2 separate regions of the Mus musculus genome follow, and region 2 is linked to region 1. A link is a contact called in public Hi-C data. All regions are on one chromosome and are shown on one strand. Each heading gives the region's core, a stretch centred on a gene start, on an enhancer-like site or on the middle of the called end of the contact. The rest is flanking DNA. Distances are from core to core; before and after follow the strand shown.

Region 1 (6,201 bases), core at 308-2,807:
AATATAATAACAGTTTCCTGAATTATTAGTTCCTAAAAACTAGCCTCATAGGCACTTTCTCAAGTATTTCCTTGAAGGTATTTACTACCTAAAATAAGACAGTTAACTAACAGACAGGAAGCTGTGACAGACAGAAAACAGAATCCAATATGGGAGACACAAAGGGGATTCTATGTAGCACAGCAGCCTAATGAATAAACTAGTTCAGACGGGAGCAAGGGTGTGGAGAATCCTGAGTACGGTATCTCTAAGGGATTTCAAGATTAGCTGTATAGTCAACTGTATTGTGTTGAGTTTTCTTGGTCTTTTGGAGAGTCTGGGAATTACAAAGTGATAGTTACAGAAACCAAAAGGAGACAAATGAAAAATAAAATGATAAAAAATACAAATACTAAATCTAACAAAATAAAAAGTTAAAGAGAAAAGTTGCTGCTGTATCTAATCCATGTACATGGCAGGCTGAGCCAGGGAGCTCACAAGTCCAAGGCGTGTCTGCTTTCAGAGGCGTTCAAGTCTAGCCTGGACAACTTTGTGATAGCCTGTTTTAAAATAAAATAATGAAGTCTGGGGATGTAGCTCAGTGGTATTTACCTAGCAAGCTTGAAGACACAAATTCAATCCTTGTATGGCGAGAGCAAGAGTGAGAGAGCAAGTGAGAGAGTGAGCAAGCGTGTGCGAGAGAGAGAGAGAGAGAGAGAGAGAGAGAGAGAGAGAGAGAGAGAGAGAGAGAGGAGAAAGAGACTAGAGAAGAGAAGAAAGAATGCAATATAGCTCTTTGCATAGCTCAGCTTTGAATAGTGCCAAGGTAGAATGGAACAGTGAGACTAACCTAAAATGTGTAATGTTAACATTAAGCAAATGGAGGGATACATAAAAGCACAAATGGTTGGTGATGTAGTAAGGCCAAGCTTTCATCCTCCTGTGTGAGGTCAAAGGATAAGGGCAGAACAGCACATAAACATCTGCAAGCAAGGTGGAAAGTGCCAGTAAGAACAGTCAACCAAGCTGAAAAGAGATGGTCTCCACAGAGTAGACATGAAGTGGAGAGGCCAGTGCGGGAGGCCAAGGCCATCATGGATGGCTTATAGGGGCTTTAACTTTTTCAAGGTGCTCATGCTGTTGTGATTTCTTTTATTTAAAAGCCTTAAAGTAATATTGAACTTATGGAACCATGTATAACATTATTTTGATAAAATCTAAAATTATATAAAAGTGAGACTGGCTTATATTCCAGTCTTGGGTCTACATTCAGTTTCATCAATGTATTTAATGTTGATCACGTTAAGATTTACAGTATCAGGTAGTCTGTTTACCTTGCCTCAGGAAGAGGAGCTCTTGTAAGATAGAACAGAGGTCTACTACCAAAGAGAACCTTTGCAAATTCTTAGAAGAGCAGATGAAGCTGGAATTGCAAGCCAAAGAGAATTCTGGGAGACACCAGGAGAGCTATTCTAGGCATAAAGAAGCCATTTGGTTACCTCATTCAGTCCTAGGGCCAGGAAAAGAAGGTTAACTTTTGTTTCTATGGCTACCAATGTGGCCATACCCTGTCAAAGACCGTTATATGGTGCCTAGAGATAAGACCTTGAGAGGGAAGTGGCTGCTGTCAGGGAGCTTAGAGGCAGGACTGATCTCCAAGAAGGATCTGATCGCCAGAGAAGTATGGTAGAACCAAGGTGTCTCAGGGAAGTTTGGGTTAGTTTCTTAGTCCACGAGTGGACTCACTGGACATTAAAGAACTTTGTATAGTAATTTCCAGCCCTAGAAGGACCCTCAGAGATTGCTTAGCCAAATCCTTTTAGTGCAGCTGAAAGGACTGAGGTGTAGAGACCGGTCTCCTCCTATTGTCACTGCTGGAACAGCCACGCATCGTGTTTCTCATTCCAGCCCTCTTACATTCTGAGTTACTTAGCTTTTCTTATTTTCCTCTTAAACAAGCAAACAAACAAACAAACAAAAACAGAGAAAAACTTAAGGGTTCTGAGAGCTGTTATCTGACAATACGGTAAGGGTTTTTTGAACCTGTTTCAGCTGTATTTAATGAGACCGATGTTTGCCTTCTCTGTTTTGCAGCAGCTCTATGCCGCTCAGCTGGCCAGCATGCAGGTGTCACCTGGAGCAAAGATGCCATCAACTCCACAGCCACCAAACTCGGCAGGGGCAGTCTCACCTACTGGGATAAAAAATGAAAAGAGAGGGACCAGCCCTGTAACTCAAGTTAAGGTACTTGCTTTGCAGGATTGTGGAAACGGTTTGGAAAATAGCTTTGTAAGAAAGGTAGTGAAGCGGGCTATGCTGGGAGTAAGCAGCAGGAACGCAGCAACATAAAAGATTCCCAAATGTGCCTCTTTATAGGGATGTCATGATTGAGCACTGAGAAGCAGGTGTTCCCCTTTTGATAACAATAGTGCTATATTGAGAGATGCTTACCGAACTCCAAAAACTCACTCCTCAAAAATCTCTCCCTTCAGAGTCTGGCTTTCCTTTTTTAATGTTCACTGGCAGAAATGACTGTGCTTGTATTGTCAGTCTTTGTCATAGACTTGCAACACTTTTCTCCTTGATCCTCAAACAGGTGGGGAGCCCCCTCACAGTATCAGAGTAGGACCTAGAATCCTTGATGTTAAAAGAGGATGGAAGGAATTCTAATGCCAGACTTGGCATAGTCTGTAGAGGGCTGTCTTAGCACTGGCCAGCCACAGGAGCTGAGGAATAGAGCACCACTGGCTGATGGTACTTTTGACGTCATTATGAGAGGATAAATGTGCTCTCGCAGTTATGGGAAGAGTGTTGATATATGGTTTTCTTAACTGATTTGTCAATGTCCCCAAACTGGTCACCAGAGGGATACTTGATGACAAGAGAAATGATCAGGCACTTCAAATGTGTGCTACATATTGTTCCTATACAAAATATAAGTTGTCTTGGGGGACTGTATCTTCTTCCAATATCGAGTTAATAAATTCACACTGTTTGGAGAAATAATTGTTGTGTGTAATTGGCCATGACCTTGGAGAGTTGTGCTAAGTGTGGCTACATGACTGTAATGCATCAGAAGCATTGTATCTGGGGAGTCTGGGCAGCTTTTGACTCTTCACATAGGAAACACTTGAGATGAACCAGCATCACTACTGAGTGTTCTGCAGTCACTGAAGGGGTTTTATTCTGGTCAATTTCCAGATAGCAATGTTGAGATTTCAAAAATTCTGTAAAAATAATGGATTTTAATTATTGAAGACCAAAACCATGAGCATCCCCAAGGTAGCCTGTTTGGAGGTGGAGACCCCCAAATATTAACTTAATGACATCTATTCTTTTAGATTCTCTAGAGAAATAAGGTGAAATTACACTTAATTGTTAGAAATCTTGAGCTATAACAATTAACACAGGAATTGTAAGTTTGTGGAAACACATTGTTTTATGTTCCAAAAGCTTATTTGTGAATACAAGACCTAGCATACCAGCTCAAACAAGGACTGAGTCTCTTCATAGCTGTTAGAGAACGAATATGTAAAACACCGCAACTCTGGCTATTTGGGTATTAAATATTTTAATGTGAAAAAGTCATTTTGTAATTTAAGTCGGCCAACTGGAACTGCACCAAACCAAGCCTTTACTAGATGAGTAAATGTTCCCTGGCTAAATTCAAGTTTCTATCTGCTTTTACCATTCCAGCTTTGTGGGCCAACAGATTTTATTACTCACTTGACCACATGCAAATTCTTAGGCATAAGAGTTCTGTATGGTTTGACTTGACTATTTTATGTTAGCAACAAAGGACCCATTTCTTACATCTTAGATCATATATTATGTATGTGAGTAGAACTATATAAACCAAAATATAAAGTGAGCATTTAAATTGAATGTTTCTATTACTGAAGAACTTCTGAGAATAAACTCAGTCTGCTGGCTGTGAAGATTTGATCATCAGATACATCAGGGTTCTCATGATATAAAGCACTATTACACATTGTATAGTGAAATATGACATGGCAGGATTTGTCGAAGGTAACAGCGATAGACAGGGGGTTTTCATCTATTAAAAGTCTGTCACTATAATCCAGGAGTTGGTGGTCATGAAGGAAATGAAGGTAGTTTCAGTGTTGGAATAGAAGTGTCTGCTTGCATACTCCCATACCGAGAAAGATTGAGAAATGTTGAGCTGGGCTGTGAGTATCATGTGTCTGCTCTATATACAGCAAAAGCCTTCTCAGCCTGGCAAGGCGCTTAGTCCCTACAGCCTGTCCCCTGACATATGCCTTGTGCTATCTTAACCTGAGTGGGGGTGGGGGGGCATACAATTATTAGCCCTATCAAAATGTCACAAAAAATGCCACTGTTCTTATATAGAAAGAACATAAATGTTTTCTCTGATTGCATTTCTAGACTATGTCATGGTCTGCTTGCATTCAGACCTCCTATAAGTTGCTGTTTTTGTTTTTCTGTCTTATCTAACGCTACTATCTGTGCCATTCTGATGTTTGTTTGAAAGCAGTTGTATTTTTCTCTTCTTTATTCATATTATTGTGCTTCTGTATAAGCTCAGTTATTGAATAGATATTGATATATTGATATATTGAATAGATACTGCATATTTTGAATTTCACAGTGTTTACTACTAAAGTGTTTGCATTTCTTTAAGTATCTGAAATCTATTCTAAGACACAGAACTTTTGGATCCTCTCTGGATATACTTTTCATATTTGTTAAGTTCAAAACAACCAGGAATCTTGAGGTTGCTAAACTACCAGGATGAGGCAATAGCCTCCTAGAAACTTTCCTTCCTGCCCTGTATGTCCATCAAGGGACCTTTGCACTGTGGTAATGTGAGAGTAAGCCTTCTCAGTCTTTTATGAACACACAGTCATTTTGTTTACTCTCTTCATTCTCCCCAGCCTCGGGATGCCTTCTCACATGCATCTGCTACTAGAGCTCAACTATATCAGCATGCAAGCCAATCTGTAGATCTGTCCTCTTTAGTGCCCCCCAAAAGTTATGTCTACATTAGCAATCATAAATTCTGAACTCTCTACTCAGGGAGAATACGTCGTTCCCTGTACCACTTCCCAGAAACTCCTTCTAGATATTAAAGTAGGACCAGTCTAGAATTCACTTTTTTCAGGAATCACTTTCCCAGGCTCCTAGCATAGATCCCTCTAGAGTACTGTCTAATGGGCATCATGTCCTGTGTCCTGACAGTGAGTTGTTTTATTTTGTTGTTGTTGTTGTTTTTGTTTTGTTTTGGTTTGGTTTTTTCGAGACAGGGTTTCTCTGTGTAGCCTGGCTGTCCTGGAACTCACTCTGTAGACCAGGCTGGCCTCGAACTCGGAAATCCACCTACCTCTGCCTCCCAAGTGCTGGGATCAAAGGCATGCACTACCATTGCCCAGCTACAGTGAGTGCTTAACCTGGAGGAGTAAGCCTGTTCCTGTCCCTCTGTCATCATTTACAATGGAGAACTTCTTGACATAAATTATGAATTATAAATAGTAAATTAGAGCATATGTAAAACTGAAAACATGTTGTAAAGTTCATATTTTCAAGAAAATTGAAGAAAACATAAATATAATAAGACAAAGCACAGAAGTAAAATGAGTTGCCTATAAGTGGTAAGCGCAGTAGTGCAGGTGAGCAGTCACTTAATAGGGTTAGGAGCAGTTCAGACCCACAGGAGAAAAAAAAAAACATGGAAGACAGAGCAAAACAATGCAAAGTAGAACAGAAGAAAGACTCTGTCCTGGGGCAATGTCACTTGGCCTAACTTGCATGACTGAAAGAAAGAAGTTGACTTACATATGAAGAAATAGTGGTGGAACATGTCTCTAACTGGACAAACACTCTAAATTCAGGCATTTTAGAAGTTCAGCAAACTCCAAATAAAAGAAACATGGAGAACACGAGTGAAATACTTAGCATATAAATCGCTATGATTCCAATATGAGTGAAGGAAGTGACTAGTTTAAATATCCTTTGAGTCAAGGGCAAAAAGAAGCAAGTTAATTTAGTACATCAGATAATTTTGACATTCATAGTGGATGTAATCATGTTTCCCCAGAACATGCCCTATACTAAATATAGATTAAAGCGCCTTGCAACACAGATGGGACTGAGCCCTTGCTTCCTATTAATACCAAGCACAACAACAACAAAACAACTCAAAGGGACAGAGACAAATGATCATTTTTGCTGGTTATTTGGTAG
Region 2 (6,598 bases), core at 899-3,398, 390 kb before region 1:
TTTTAGATGTAGAACAATGAAATAATTGTTGCTTTTGGCACAAAAGTCTTGGCAAAAGTTCTTAGAGTAGGTGAGGACGCTGACTTTGTTTGAAATGTTACTACTCATTGCCAGGATGTACGTTTCTTCAATAAAGCAGTAAATGCAGTTTACTTATACTTTTTCATTTCATTTTGTATCCAAAATTGTAGGTCACGTTCATGAATTCAAAGGCGATTTACCAGTGACTTCTGGGTGCTGGGTGATCCTCGTGTATAACTGTGAGTATTGATCCAGTCACTACTTTTCTCATTATATAAAGCAAAAGTCACAGTTCACAAACAAATCAACCCATATGTAAATTCTGGTTAGCTTTTTAGTAACTGTTTAGTAAATATTATTAGTTCTACATAAGTGATTCTTTTGGAATTAGGGTAATGCAGACAATGTTGGCTGTTGTAAAGCCTGCTTGCTGTGACTCCTGGTACAGCAGCACATTGCAGGCCTACCACCATAGGCCTAAACAATAACCTTATTTCAGGAAATAACCTCACTGTAGGAACAGGCCACCTTAAAAATTCTCCTGTATCCACAGATGCCTGTTTACCCTGATAACTTTGTACATCTTCGTGTCTATGCTGAGAAGATACAAGATAGCGTAGATTTCAAAGAGCGGTTTGTGCAGGGAGATTGATGCTAAGGAGCCAGATTCATTGGTGAATATAGAATGGACACCGAAATGGTGGTGTTCTCCCTTTTTCCCCTCCCCCAAGTATCTTTTATACTTTCAACCTTATTTTGGAGAAAAAAAACCCTATTTTCTCAAGAAAAAAAAGATGAATTAAAATACTTTCACGCATATTTGTTATACAGAAGAAGCCATAAGTACATGGTAGCTATTAAAACAAGTCTGCATAAATCTACTTTTAAGCAACCAGAGTTTGCTGCCATTTTACACTGTTGCAAAGCATTGGTGTTTAAGGATGTGTCTCTTTACAGTTGACAATAGTAAAAAATATAAGAAACATCTTTTGTTGTTGTAAAGAATATACTTTTTAGGAAAGTATTTGAAGAAATGTCAAAAATTAGAGTTTAAGCAGAAAGCACTGAAAATGTATCTAAAAGTCAGCTTTATCTGTCAGTGGGACTGTTGATCAGGACTAACCAAGCAAATAGATACGAATATTAAATGTAGTTTAGATCATTTTGTATATTTTTAGTGCTTTAAGAATGACCAAACTGGGGCTGAAGAGATGCTCAGTGGTTAAGAGCATTGACTGCTCTTGCAGAGAACCCAGGTTTGGTTCCCAGCACCCACACAGTGATTCACAACCACCTGAAACTCCAGCCCAAGGAATTTCTACACTCTCTTCTGGCCTCATGTGGACACATGTAGAACTCACATATAAATACAGGCAAACCTTCATGCACATTAAATACAAAAATTAATCTTTAGAAAATGACAAAATTATTCTTTAATGAAGTTATCAACTTTTGTCTGATGATCTGAGGTAACCCTGAAAACACAGGCTTGTATAAACTTCATGTCTTGTTTGGATTTCATGCCAGTTTGCTCTGCCATTTCTCTCAGCCCCTTCTCAGCTCCTTCCTAGCATTCCAGTCTCTCCAGTAAGTTCTTCGAGAAATCAAAGGTTTTAAAGCAACAAATATAATTGTCATCGTTTAGTTCAAATGTGATTTCTCATCAAACCAAGGTTTCTTTCCTAAATTCTTCACTCCTTATCAAGACACAGAGATGCTAATCTTGAAAGAAGGTGATCAGGAGCCGGGTCCTCAGGGTCAAAGATCAGGGGGTAGGGACATTGGAAGGGGACACAGTTCACACAGATTTCATGCCATTGTTTTTATAGTTTAACTTAAAACACCTCAAACCTTTTCTGGTCAGATTCTGTCTGGTCATGGGAGTGGAAGCCATGCTTGTCAAATTGACTCATGTAGTCATTTTCCAGTGTTCAGAAAACGCTAGGTTAGGGCATGGGCCAGAGATTCCAGGGTTGGTAAAGCTGTCTTAAGCTGTAGGGCTGTGGGAAGAGATGTGGCAGGAAGCTGTGACTGCTCTGTTTCTTCCAGTTGCTGTGGAGCTGGTCGCCCAGTCAAGCCAGCAAACCGGGGTGGGAGGGTCAGTGACAGGTTTTATGAGCCTCACTCTGAAACTGCCTGGTCACTGCCTGTCTAAGGCAGGAAGCTGCAGCTCACAGCTCCAGTCTGTGAGATAAGGAAGGTGGGCTATTATCTTGCACATCCATAATGAATAGGCCGCACTGAGGGTGTGTGAGGACTGATGGGAATCTCTCTGCTCGCATCTGCCAGTCTGCTCAGATGGCTGTGACTTCTGACACCGTGTCTTATCCTCGCAATCCCTCTTCCTTTTTTTTTTCTCTCTTGTTAAAGAGTAAAATGACATATTTTTCCAAAGTAGGCACTGGGTAGAAAGATCTTGATCTGTATGCTCTATGTCATATTTAACTTTTTATCGTTAATGAAAAATAATTATGTAATCCTTTCTACTAAATTTTATTGTGATAATAAATGATTGATTAAATAAATCAACAAATAACGAAACCCAAAGATGGTTCAATAGATAATTTGCTTTTCTAATCTTCCCAGACTACTCAGCAATTTGAAATAGATTCCCACATAGAAAATGCTGCCTCCTTCTGATCTTAATAACTTTATTGTCCTGTACACATACACACACAAATATGAGGTGGGTTGGGCAGAGAGTATTGATTAACTAAAGGACTGAGGCACGAATACAGCTTAGATTGGCGTGACCCTATTCTACAGCCGTGAATCTGGCTGAGTTTTGTGAGATGAGCCTGTGCTACTTTCCGTGTCAGCACAGCAGGACACACGCCTGACCTCAGTGTACTCTTCCCCACAGCATCGTGGTGTCGTCCTCTGAGAGACAATTTTCATTTTCTTTCGCTTGTTTTTGTCACTGTCTCTGACCTCAGTTTCATGCTATGTCAGAGGAGCAGAGGCCCAGTCCCTCTTCCCACTCACTTCTCTTTCTGGAGTGCTGGTACCTCCTTGGCCTTTTCCTACGCTTGTGGTCCAGACTACCACATGTCATACTTCTGCTGGAAGTTTTTGAATTACATAGTTTTTTTTTGGGGAGGGGGTACATGGAGTCATTAATTTGCATCTTTGTGGTATTGTTATTATTATTACTGTTAGTTTTTAATGAAAATTAATCTGTGGCAAACTGAGCATAGCCCAGACCAAGGCTCCCTCAGGGAGAACATCTGTGAATTTAAGGGAAAGTATGTCTAAATGCATTATCTTTAAAAAATATTATTCCAGTCTAATCTTGACATAGAGCAGGTAAATAAAAAAGATGAGCTGTGAAAATCCACAAATAGGGCTTGAATGCCATTTTCCATGACAACGGGAGCTGCCCCACGAAAGCATTAGTGCTGGGCGTGTAAGGAATTTAGAATTGTGCCTTCTCAGTTTTACAGTTGTGTGCTCATGTTAATTAGAGATATACTGACATTTGAAGTATCTACATTAATGCACAGACCTACTATACATTTGTGAACCAAGGCCAGAAATCTCCTTTAATTGAAAGGAGCTGCTAATCTGACTGCATATCCATTACACCGCAAGCTTTTAAGTTTTATGTACTGGTGCCTCTGCACTCTTGCTCTTTATATGCTCTCTGCTGCCTATTTCTAATTTATCCCTCAAAGGCCAGCCTGCTCTGGTTTCACATCCCAGACTGGTGTCTTGGAGTAGTATCAGTGGGATTTTTCAGGAAAAAAATGTGATTCCTAGTGTTTCTTTTTTCTGACTAAATTTTTGGTTTTCCTTTAGAATGGCCTACACTGAAGTCAGGTAGGCGTTAGGTCTATGTGTGGAAGGGAGCTCATGCCAAGTTACTTATCAGACTCACACTGCAGTTTTAGGGAAAAAGCCAGTTCTGCAGGCAGACCCTGAGCAGCTCAGCGGCATTCTGGTTTTCCTGGTAGAGCTAGGGTTCTGCTCTTTTCACGCCAGACCACGTCTCTTCATTTCTGCCTTGTATATCCATGCCTTCTGGAGGTCAGATTTTAGAGATTTTGCTTTGTAAAGTAAGACCTTCAAATTATTTTTATGACCTTGTATTTCTTTAAATTTTTAAATGATTTTTAAAAAAATTTTATGTGCACTATGTTTTGCCTTGCATGTATGTTTGTGTGAGGGTGTCAGGTCCCCTGACACTAGAGTTACAGACAGTTGTTAGCTACCAGATAGGTGCTGGGAGTGAATTCAGTCCTCAGAGAGAGCAGCTAGTACTGTTTACCACAGACTCATTGCTCCAGCCAGAGCTTGTATTTCTTAAGATCTGGGTGTCAGGGTTTGAAACCTAATTGTTTTGTGCTTGTCATCTAGTGAAGCTCCTTCACTTACTTATTGGAGCAATCTGTAAGTATTACACAAGACGAGATAGAAGGTTTCTTTCTGCAGCACCAGAACACACTGCCCCAAAGGGCTCTTAGGACTCAGGACTTGTTCCATTAACTTATTCTACAGGCACACTCAGACCCAAGACCTGGGACCATTAAGACTTACTCAGAACTGTTGGTGTCATTATGGCCCCTTTCCCTCCTTACAACTTCTGCCTGTGCAGCACCCCTGCTCTTTCCTCTTTCATGTTGCTTGCTACTCCTTGTGCCATCACAGCTCACTTGGTAATTTCAAGTTAATTGCTCAATTATCAATGATAGTCACAGAGGACTTGAAACACGTGCAGTGGAAGATCTTTAAAATTTCAAAATGAGTCGGTGTGTCATAATCTTAAATGTGAGGCATGCCAATATCCTCAGACGTAAAACACACGGCCTGAGCCAGGCATTTCAGAGAAGGCCGAAACTCACTCTTACAATCCCAGTTTTTGTCTGGCACCAAAGTGTTCCATCTTTGCTGATTTCAAACAGCATGTCTAAATTTGATCTTGGTTTTCTCTTCAACACCAATGAATTGGGGTGGTTCAGAGAAGAAAAAGGAAGTAGAGTTGTACAGATTTCTGTTTTTGCTTGTTTGTTTGTTTTTTTGTTTTTGTTTTTCGAGACAGGGTTTCTCTGTGTAGCCCTGGCTGTCCTGGAACTCACTTTGTAGACAAGGCTGTCCTCGAACTCAGAAATCTGCCTGCCTCTGCCTCCCGAATGCTGGGATTAAAGGTGTGCGCCACCACCGCCCGGAAGGTATAGATTTCTGTTTAAGTATTGGAGTAGAAATGCACAATCACACATTTCCTGTAAAGTAGGCTTGGCTCCTGGTGGGCCTACATTTGGTGCCAGTACAGGAAGCTTCCGAAGGAGGCAGGATAGTGTGGTGGTGGTGTTCATGCACCAGGTGGGGAGGCTGTAATCAAAGGACACATACAATCATTATCTTTTGCTGTTGAAAACACAGCCCCAAGAGCAGAGGCTTTGAGGAGGACTCATTGAATCCTACCTAGCAACACTCCGATGCTTCCAAGATAATGCACACATTACATCAGAACTATTGTAATGCTTTTGGCAACTAAGCAAAGTATTATTACAATTTTTGATTTATCACCCAGTTTATAGTTTTCTCTAAACTAATATTACACCAACAGCTCCATTTTTAGATGCTATAATGGTCCTTTCATATTTCTGTAGGACTGTGGTAAAGCTGGATTTATTAGCTGCATTTGAAGGTATGGTGGGCCACACAAGGGTCAGTGCTGATGTGGTCAGTGTCCACTGGAGAAAGGAGAGTGAGACCTGGGGAGAACTGCTCCCTGCTGCTTTCTGAGATTGTTTTAACCAAAAAGAGACTTTAACATTACCCTGTATTTTTACGTGACAGTAATTTTTAATGAAAGGACCAAATGCATATAGAGAAGGCAAATTCAGTCTTTGTCTCAGCTGGGTAATGGTCTCAAGCATAGGTGAGGGAGTGCCAATAGACACTCGTACACAGCTAACAGCAGGACATGACAGACAGGCTGCCCATAATTTAGCAAAATAGTCATTGATTACTGCATCCATTTTAATAACTATCCAGTTTAGGAAGTCTGAGAAATCTTAGACATCTATTTTGTGTTTTGAGTCTGTATTACTTAGCTTAGTTTTATCTAAGCATGTTGGTATGTTATTTTGCACTTTGACACGAGGATAATCATTTCATCAGTTTTTGCCAGTTCCAAAGCATCACAATGCAAGTTAGATGTTGCCGGCCAGGAGAATCATGCCATGCAGCCTCTCTCCTTTTCAGTGTATTGCTTACATACTTCTTGCTGGGAGTTTTCAAAGGCATGAGTTAATTATACTGAGAAAGATGCATTTCTAAAACCTCACTTCATATAAAAGACTGGCAAAGAGACTTACCATTAATGTTTTATCAGTCAAAAAGACAATCCCCATGATGTGTGCTTGTTGTTATTATTATTTGCTGAGCACTACGGGCTTGGCACAGTGCTTTGATGAGAAGGGAGGTGTGTACACGGGAGGGGTTTAAATTTTAACTATTACTAGAGAGTTTCTGCAGGTGGAGTTTTCTCTGGACAGCTCAGCTTCCCATGGGCAGAGGTGATAGCCCCCCTACAGCACCAGGCTTTCTGTTTCCTCTCTTTTCTGGCTCTTTT

What was found. A called contact is a pair of places that touch in the nucleus more often than the background predicts.
Region 2: a contact with region 1 is called in a Hi-C map of the G1E-ER4 cell line, with 6 times the contacts expected there. The contact joins two enhancer-like sites. A contact is called at or near these places in 2 of 484 Hi-C or Micro-C datasets (both in the G1E-ER4 cell line) and 1 of 9 other capture datasets (embryonic stem cells).

The regions. Positions count from the first base shown.
Region 1 is chr7:115,546,032-115,552,232 of GRCm38.p6, reverse strand. Sox6 (SRY (sex determining region Y)-box 6) reads left to right here. Exons shown (of 16, transcript NM_001025559.3): 10 at 2,074-2,223. Among named protein-coding and RNA genes, the nearest start is that of Gm51455, 51 kb to the right of the region's middle. Within about 2 kb of position 1,557, at least 22 of the 459 cell types and tissues checked have an H3K27ac peak or open chromatin away from gene starts, as enhancers often do. A contact at or near this core is called in the G1E-ER4 cell line, where this site is marked.
Region 2 is chr7:115,937,556-115,944,153 of GRCm38.p6, reverse strand. Sox6 (SRY (sex determining region Y)-box 6) reads left to right here. Exons shown (of 16, transcript NM_001025559.3): 2 at 192-260. Among named protein-coding and RNA genes, the nearest start is that of Sox6os, 91 kb to the left of the region's middle. Within about 2 kb of position 2,148, at least 32 of the 459 cell types and tissues checked have an H3K27ac peak or open chromatin away from gene starts, as enhancers often do. A contact at or near this core is called in the G1E-ER4 cell line, where this site is marked.